Linked DNA regions of Pan troglodytes: region 1 is linked to region 2. A link is a contact called in public HiChIP or PLAC-seq data. All regions are on one chromosome and are shown on one strand. The core of a region is the stretch at or near the end of the contact, and the rest is flanking DNA. Distances in the headings are between cores, read along the strand shown. Region 1 holds the start of DENR (density regulated re-initiation and release factor). Region 2 holds the start of KNTC1 (kinetochore associated 1).

Region 1 (4,051 bases), core at 1,314-3,813, 230 kb after region 2:
TTCACCTGAGTTGTTCCCTGGAGCTGTTGGAAAAGATAAATCTCTCTTTCTTCTGGGATGGCTAAACTAATAGGAAATAACATAAGTAAGCAGTAGGAAGAAAACATAGGGATAGAGCCAACAGATGAAAAGAGATAGCAACCTTAAAAAAAAAAAACTTGTAAGCCGGGCGCGGTGGCTCACAACTGTAATCCCAGCACTTTGGGAGGCCGAGGCGGCCGGATCACGAGGTCAGGAGATCGAGACCATCCTGGCTAACACGGTGAAACCCCGTCTCTAATAAAAATACAAAAAATTAGCCGGGCGTGGTGGCAGGCGCCTGTACTCCCACCTACTCGGGAGGCTGAGGCGGGAGAATGGCGTGAACCCGGGAGGCGGAGCTTGCAGTGAGCCGAGATCGTGCCACTGCACTCCAGCCTGGGCAACAGAGCGAGACTCTGTCTCAAAAAACAAACAAACAAGCAAACAAACTTGTAAATTTGACATAATTTCAAATGTACAGAAAATCTACAAGAATAGTATGAAGAAACTCCCATGTGTTTACCCAAAATCACCAAACATACACACTTTTCACATTTGTTTTAGAATTCTCTGAGAGGAAGAGTGAGAGAAAGGTTCTAGAATACGTTGTTTTATCTGCAGGATCCAACTATTCTTGAAACCGAGATCTATTCCTGAAGGGATGGGTTGCCCCTCCACGCCTGTGGGCATTTCTCGTCAGGTGGAACGAGAGGCTTGGAAAAGAAAGAGACACAGAGACAAATTATAGAGAAAGAAAAATGGGCCCAGGGGACCGGCGTTCAGCATACGGAGGACCCGTGCCCGCACCGGCCTCTGAGTTCCCTTAGTATTTATTGATCATTAGCAGGCATTTCCCGGACAGGGGGATGTGCCAGGATAATAGGGTATAATAGTAGAGAGAAGGTCAGCAGGAAAACATGTGAACAAATGTCTCTGCATCATAAACATGGTAAAGAAAAAAGTGCTGTGCTTTTGATGTGCATATACATAAACATCTCAATGCCTTAAAGAGCAGTATTGCTGCCAGTATGTCCCACCTCCAGCCCTAAGGCGGTTTTCCCCTATCTCAGTAGATGGAATATACAATCGGGCTTTACACCGAGACATTCCATTGCCCAGGGACGAGCAGGAGACAGATGCCTTCCTCTTAACTGCACAGAGGTGTTCCTTCCTCTTTTACTAATCCTCCTGAGCACAGACCCTTTACGGGTGTCGGGCTGGGGGATGGTCAGGTCTTTCCCTTCCCACAAGGCCATATTTCAGACTATCACATGAGGAGAAACCTTGGACAATACCTGGCTTTCCTAGGAAGAGGTCCCTGCGGCCTTCTGCAGTGTATTGTGTCTCTGGGTACTTGAGATTAGGGAGTGGTGATGACTCTTAAGGAGCATGCTGCCTTCAAGCATTTGTTTAACAAAGCACATCCTGCACAGCCCTTAATCCATTTAACCCTCAGTTGACACAGCACAGGTCTCAGGAAGCACAGCGTTGGTGGTAGGGTTACAGATTAACAGCATCTCAAGGCAGAAGAATTTTTCTTAGCACAGAACAAAATGGAGTCTCTTATGTCTACTTCTTTCTACACAGACACAGTAACAATCTGATCTTTCTTTTCCCCATATATTCCCATACTCTTACATTTTTCTTTTTTTCATTAAAAAAAATTGTAGGCCGGGCACGGTGGCTCACGCCTGTAATCCCAGCACTTTGGGAGGCGGAGGCGGGAGGATCCCTTGAGTCCAGGAGTTCGAGACCAGCCTGGACAGCATAGGGAGATTCCCCCACCTCTACAAAAAAATTAAAAATTAGCTGGGTGTGGTAACGCGCGCCTGTGTTCCCAACTACTTGGGAGGTCGAGGCTGCAGTGAACCGTGTTTGTGCAACTGCACTCCATCCAGCCTAGGTGACAGAGTGAGACCCTGTCAAAACATAAAGAAAAGGATGAAGGAAGGGAGGGAGGAAGGAAGGAAAGAAGGAAGGAAGGGAGGGAAGGGGAAGAAAGAGACAGAAAGAAGAGAAAGAAGAAAGAAAAGAACAGAAAAGAAAGAAAAAAGAATTCCTTTAATTTAGTGTATGGTGTTAAAACGCAACCAAACGCTCCATCCGGCGAAGAGAGAGAGAAAAGAAGAGAAGAAGGAAAGGAGGAAGGGAGGGAGGGAGGGAGGGAGAAAACCTTCCTTTAATTCAGTGCATGGTGTTAAAATGCGACCAAACGCTCTATCCGGCTGCAATCTCCCCGCACGGGAGTGATTTATGCAGTAGCTGGAGGTTAGTCAGGACTCCAGGATGCACCGCAGACACCGAGGCGATGATCCTCGGACTCATTAATAGGGAGTCATTTCTGACTCAGGTGCGCTCTCTGCGTCTGCAAGTCGCGCTCCCCTCGGCACGCCCATCTCGAGGATTCATCCTCTCCAACGGGTGACGAGCACCGCCTGCCGGCGGCCCGCCTCTCGGCCTCTTGGCCACGCCCCCCACCGGAGGGCAAGGCGCAAGCTCCGCAATTTTTCTCCGCCCCCGTCTTCCGGCTTCTCGCGACATCCGCCCAGCGGCGGCCGGAATCTCGCGATAAAGGCTCATTGTCTCGCGGGAGCGCTGTTGGCGGTCGGGCGCTCGGGCGGCCCTGGCCGGGGAGACGAGTTGCATGTGTTGGTTCAGCTGGCGATAGCGGCGGGAGCGGAGCCGGCGGGGCCTGTGCGACCGCCTGGGTAACGACCCCAAGTGCTTCGCCCGCTCCCGAGAAGCTCGTAGAGAGTGTGGGGGAAGCTGAGATGCTGCCTGGCGGAAGGGGGCCGGGCCGGGCCTCTCCACACCCCCGCCCACAAGGGCCCCTTCTGGCGTCCCCGGGGTTGCTCCTTCGCCTCAGACCTGGTCGCCCTTGTCCCCTCAGTGCTCTTACATTCTGTGCTCGTTTTCTCTCCTCATCCTTCTTAGGCTCTGGTCACCCCGCCCCCTCCCATGCCCTTTTTAGACTCCCCAGGACCCTCTCATGGCGTTTAGTTGCCCCCACACCCTGCACCCCGGGCTCCTCCGATGACCCACCCCTTGTTCCTAGGCACTTCCAGCCTCTCTCCATTCGGCGCCTTTGTAGCCCTTCTCTCTCACTGCAGTTTGCATCCCTCCCAGATCACCCTCAGACCTTTTTTGCTCCGTGTCTGCCGTGGGTACTCACCCCATCTTTCCTTCCCCATTGCTTCCTGTTTTTCACTAGTGAGTCCCTCTGCCCCATCCTTCATGGTCCATTTGCTGCTTGCTTCCCTGTAGACCTGTGGAGCAAGGAGATGTTGTGCCTGGGATTGCTCATATTCTATGAATCGAATGCAGCTTGTATCCCCCACTCAACAACAGACTTGAAACAGCTTTGGGGTGGGGAGGTTTCTGTTGAGAGGAACACTGCTCTTCTGGGGTCTTGATTCTAAAATAGTGAGGGTGTGTTATTTTCCTTGCTTACAGGTTTGTGAAATGGCTGCTGACATTTCTGAATCCAGCGGGGCTGACTGCAAAGGAGACCCAAGGAACAGTGCCAAGTTAGATGCCGATTACCCACTTCGAGTCCTTTATTGTGGAGGCAAGTGTTGGTAGCCACAGAATGACTTTTACTCACTATACTTTTATGCATTGTAATAACAGTTTGACATTTGGTAAGCTTTTTTCCCCCATCCTTTTCATTTGGTGAGTTTGTACTGGGGGAGAGGAGTCCTGGGGAGGAGGAGGCATGAATTAACAGAATTTCCCCACCTGGGTGATTTGTGTCTGGCTACTCTGCCTGAAGAAGCTTACAGTCCATTTGTAACAGGATGTGCAACTAGGTTATTTCAGCCTGAAGGTCCTCAAGGTGTATGCTAGTCTAGCTGTCAAAGGAGGGCTTCTTGGAAGATTATGAGTTAAGGATGGCAAGGACTGGATGAGAAGGTGGGGAACGGCGTCCCAGACAAAGCGCACGACTATGTAAGAAAAAGCTTGATGGCTGTCTGTGAAGAAGTGAGCAGCTTTGAGTTTGTCTGGTGTATCGTATAGGGAGGGTGCCCGT
Region 2 (3,620 bases), core at 891-3,390:
TATCCAGGAAAAAAACCCACCCAAAACTGAATATTAAAATTGCTCTGAAATTTTCTAAGCTTTAATTTAGTACTAATCTATGTGTACACATAAACGTTAACTGCAAAACAGCCTTCTATTCCAGCAGTGGCTCTACGAGGTAGCCACTTTGGTTTCTTACAATTTACATTTTGTTGCAAACTCTAATAACGGCTCGAAACATAGTAGACAAATCTTTTTCCACTGCGAAGGAGGTAAGCACTGGATTGAATACTAGGTCACTTCTCTAGGGGACTTTTTATTGAAGAAGGCACCGCATAAATAAATGTTTAAATTCACTTTTTAAAATACTAGAACCCGGCCGGGCGCGGTGGCTCACTCATGTAATCCCAGCACTTTGGGAGGCCGAGGCGGGTGGATCATCCGAGGTCAGGAGTTCGAGACCAGCCTGGCCGACGTGGTGAAACCCCGTCTCTACCAAAAATATAAAAAAATTAGCCGGGTGTGGTGGTGGGCGCCTGTAATCCCAGCTACTCGGGAGTCTGAGGCAGGAGAATCGCTTGAACCCGGGAGGCGGAGGTTGCAGTGAGCCAAGATCGCGCCATCGCACTCCAGCCTGGGCGACAAGAGCAAAACTCCGTCTCGAAAAAACACAAAAAAACCTGCAACCCAAGAAAAATAGTATTACTCTTTAAGTATACTGAGGCCCAAAACACTAAACAAAGGAAGACAGTAAAAGAAACGGGTTTAAACTCAATCACCTAAATAATAGAGGGGTATGGGGGAAAAAGAAAATCATCTGCCTAATCCCAGGCATTTCAATCGTTAGGAAGAGCAAACTTTAAAACTATCACTATGTTTAAGAGTCATAATTATTATCGAAAATGATATAATTTTTTAGTCAGTAAAAAGGAATGCAAAATCTTTACATTTTCCTTTTAACGGAATAAAAATGAGGTAAGCACAAAATAATGTGGATCCGTCAGAATTGGGTATCTTATACACACGCAGGCTTATTGTTCAGAATAGATAATTTACGAACTGTAGCTCCTCTGGGGTCAACGAAGGGTTTAAATTTAAAGGAGCAAGGTCAGTGACAAGACTTAACTGTAATTCTTCTCGGACTTCAAATTGATTACATCACGGGCCACTTCGGAAACCTCGCATCAGTCAGAATTGGTAGTTCCACAACCTTTTAAGTTGAATTTTCACTCCCTTTCAGCAATACCTTCCCAGCTCGTTAATACACAATAATAAGGTTTATACTGACGAACACTAATTGAAATTATGCAACTAGGAGCATCTCATTGAGCGTACAAAAAAAAAAAAATAGCTACAAGTCGCTCTCTTCTCCCACACTACCCCTTAGAGACACTGCCTTTTTGACCCAATACTTTTCAGAGACCACTCCTGATCGTCTTTCTCTTCCCCAGCCCCTTTCTCCACCGCAAATTCTCAGGCCCTAAAAAACTTAGAATAAATCACTAGCCAGGGTGAATAAGCGAAAATGGAGGAAGTTCAGTGAGGCGAAAGGAACGTAGGGTTGGGGAAGAGAGGAGGAAAGTTCTGGAAAGAAAAGGCACTCCCTGCGGCTCCCCACCCCCACCAACACCGCCTTACTTCCCCCTCCCTACAGCAGGCAGCCATGATGGCGGGCGCAGAAGAAGGCCGCGGCGCCATTTTGTCTACACACATACACACGAACAAGGTTCTGGGAGCCGTTCACCCACCGTTGGAACGTAGCAGAAAAATATCCCTGGCTTTAAACTCAGATTCGGTACCTACCGCCATAGTTCAGAGTCCCGGCCGCTAGAGCGGCGCCTCCACTTGTCGCTCTCAACAGTACCGGCCGCTCCGAAGCTTCGCCTCAGACTAAAATCGCTCGCGCGAGAGACCCGGATGGCACAAAGGCGAGGAGGCCCGGCGCGTCGCACAGCTTGCTGGGAGAAAAAGGGGCGGTAACAAAAGTTTCTATAACAACGCAATTCGAGGCGGTGATTGGGTGTTCTTTCATAGGGGAGTGTAAGGACCGTGAAGAGGGCGGGGCCAAGAATACACCCCAGGAATGCGCAGTCGGGAGAACGGAAAGGGCGGAACTCAGGGTGGGGCAACTTCCTATTTCGAGTCTAAAGTAATCTTGGTCTCTTCCGGCCGCCGTAAAGGGGTTGGGTTTAGTGTTCTCCCGCCAATTTAAACCTGTGGGATGGAACCTAAAGACTAGAGGCGGTTGTGTGAGTCAGGAAGAGGGGCCAGATATCTGAGTATTCCTCTTTAGTTTCTTCAATTGCAGGTGAGGACGGGGAGCTGCGCTGTGTAGGGAACTGGGGGTGGGTTCAGGACGAAGTAGCTGCAGCCTCTGCTCAGTTCCTGTTGTTTTCCCCTTGACGCTGGCAGGAGAGAGGTTGGAGTCGGTTTTTGCTGGCGGCGATGTCCAGCGGAGAGCGTTTAAGTATGGAGGCCTAACTGACAAATGTTTCATCTTGCTCATTCTCTCCTATTCGCGAATCTGTTCTGCGTTCCGCCGCCAGAGTGTTCTCAAAATTATCAAATCAGACCACTCGTTTGCTGAGTTCCCCTTCTACCCCTTGTACTGAGAATAAAATTCAATCTTGAAGTCGAGGTTTTATTGGACTCCACTGTTCTCTCCCTCACTGTCTTCTGCTTTTGCTTTGACCCGGCAGCAGCATCAAACGCTTCCTACTCAGCCTCCGAGTCTTTGCACTCTGTTCCCTCTGCCTACGTCGCGTTCCGCCTAAGTTTTGCGTACTTCTTGTTATTCAGGTCTCAGCTCAGATGTCACCTCCTTCCCTTCCCAAACAAATCCTTCTTCAGCGACGCCTCACCTCATCCATTTAATCACTGTTTCCTTCAAATCATTTAGCACTTTTTGTAATTATTTGTGCAGTTGCTTTTTTGTGGCGGTAGCGTAACAAGATACGTATTAACTATTTTATTTTTGTCTGTTTTTCCCGCAAAAACATAAACTTCATAATGGCAAAGACATTTTTGTGTTCTGTTCAAGCTATATTCCCAGTTCCTAGAAAGGTGTCTGGCACATAGTAAATAGGTATTCAATAAACATTTGTTGAATAAGTAAATATGGCAGTTATGGGCGGTTTCTCTATTTCACAGATGTGGGAAATTGAGACCCATAAAGGTATTCATTCCAACCTGTCCCTCCTTCTTCATCTCCTCACTCCCACCCAAACACCAGCCACTGAAACTTCTCTATTCTCCAAACATGTTTTGTTTCTGTTCCCTTGCTTATGCTCTTAGGAAGAACTCTTTAAACATTTATAAAACTATGATCTTCAATTCTCAGCCCAAGTGTTACCTGCTTCCACCAATAACAAATAAGCTAACACCTAAAATTGAATGTTTGCCATTAACCGAGCATTGTTCTGTGAACATTTAAAACTCAAAACATTGGGAGGCTGAAGCAGAAGGATTGCTTGAGCCCAGGAGATCAAGGCCAGCCAGGGCAAAATAGTGAGACCCTCGTCTCTCAAAAAACCAGAAGTGAAAAATAGAAAACTCCTTCAGGTGGGTACAACTAAATTAGTTCCTTGGTATTGGTATCCATGGGAGATTGGTTCCAGGACCTCCCACAGATACCAAAACCCTAGGATGCTTAAGTCCCT

The links. HiChIP or PLAC-seq counts read pairs in DNA pulled down with a chosen protein or histone mark.
Region 1: a contact with region 2 is called in an H3K4me3 HiChIP or PLAC-seq map of stem cell-derived excitatory neurons, with 5 times the contacts expected there. The contact joins the promoter of DENR here to the promoter of KNTC1 in region 2. A contact is called at or near these places in 1 of 7 Hi-C or Micro-C datasets (stem cell-derived neural progenitor cells) and 1 of 1 datasets of contacts at active chromatin or transcription factors (stem cell-derived excitatory neurons).

Annotation. Positions count from the first base shown.
Region 1 is chr10:129,589,411-129,593,461 of NHGRI_mPanTro3-v2.0_pri, forward strand. DENR (density regulated re-initiation and release factor) reads left to right here and starts at 2,564. Exons shown (of 8, transcript XM_003313994.7): 1 at 2,564-2,729; 2 at 3,475-3,589. The coding sequence starts at 3,484.
Region 2 is chr10:129,363,155-129,366,774 of NHGRI_mPanTro3-v2.0_pri, forward strand. KNTC1 (kinetochore associated 1) reads left to right here and starts at 2,141. Exons shown (of 64, transcript XM_009426487.5): 1 at 2,141-2,269. RSRC2 (arginine and serine rich coiled-coil 2) reads right to left here and starts at 2,136. Exons shown (of 11, transcript XM_063785165.1): 1 at 1,765-2,136.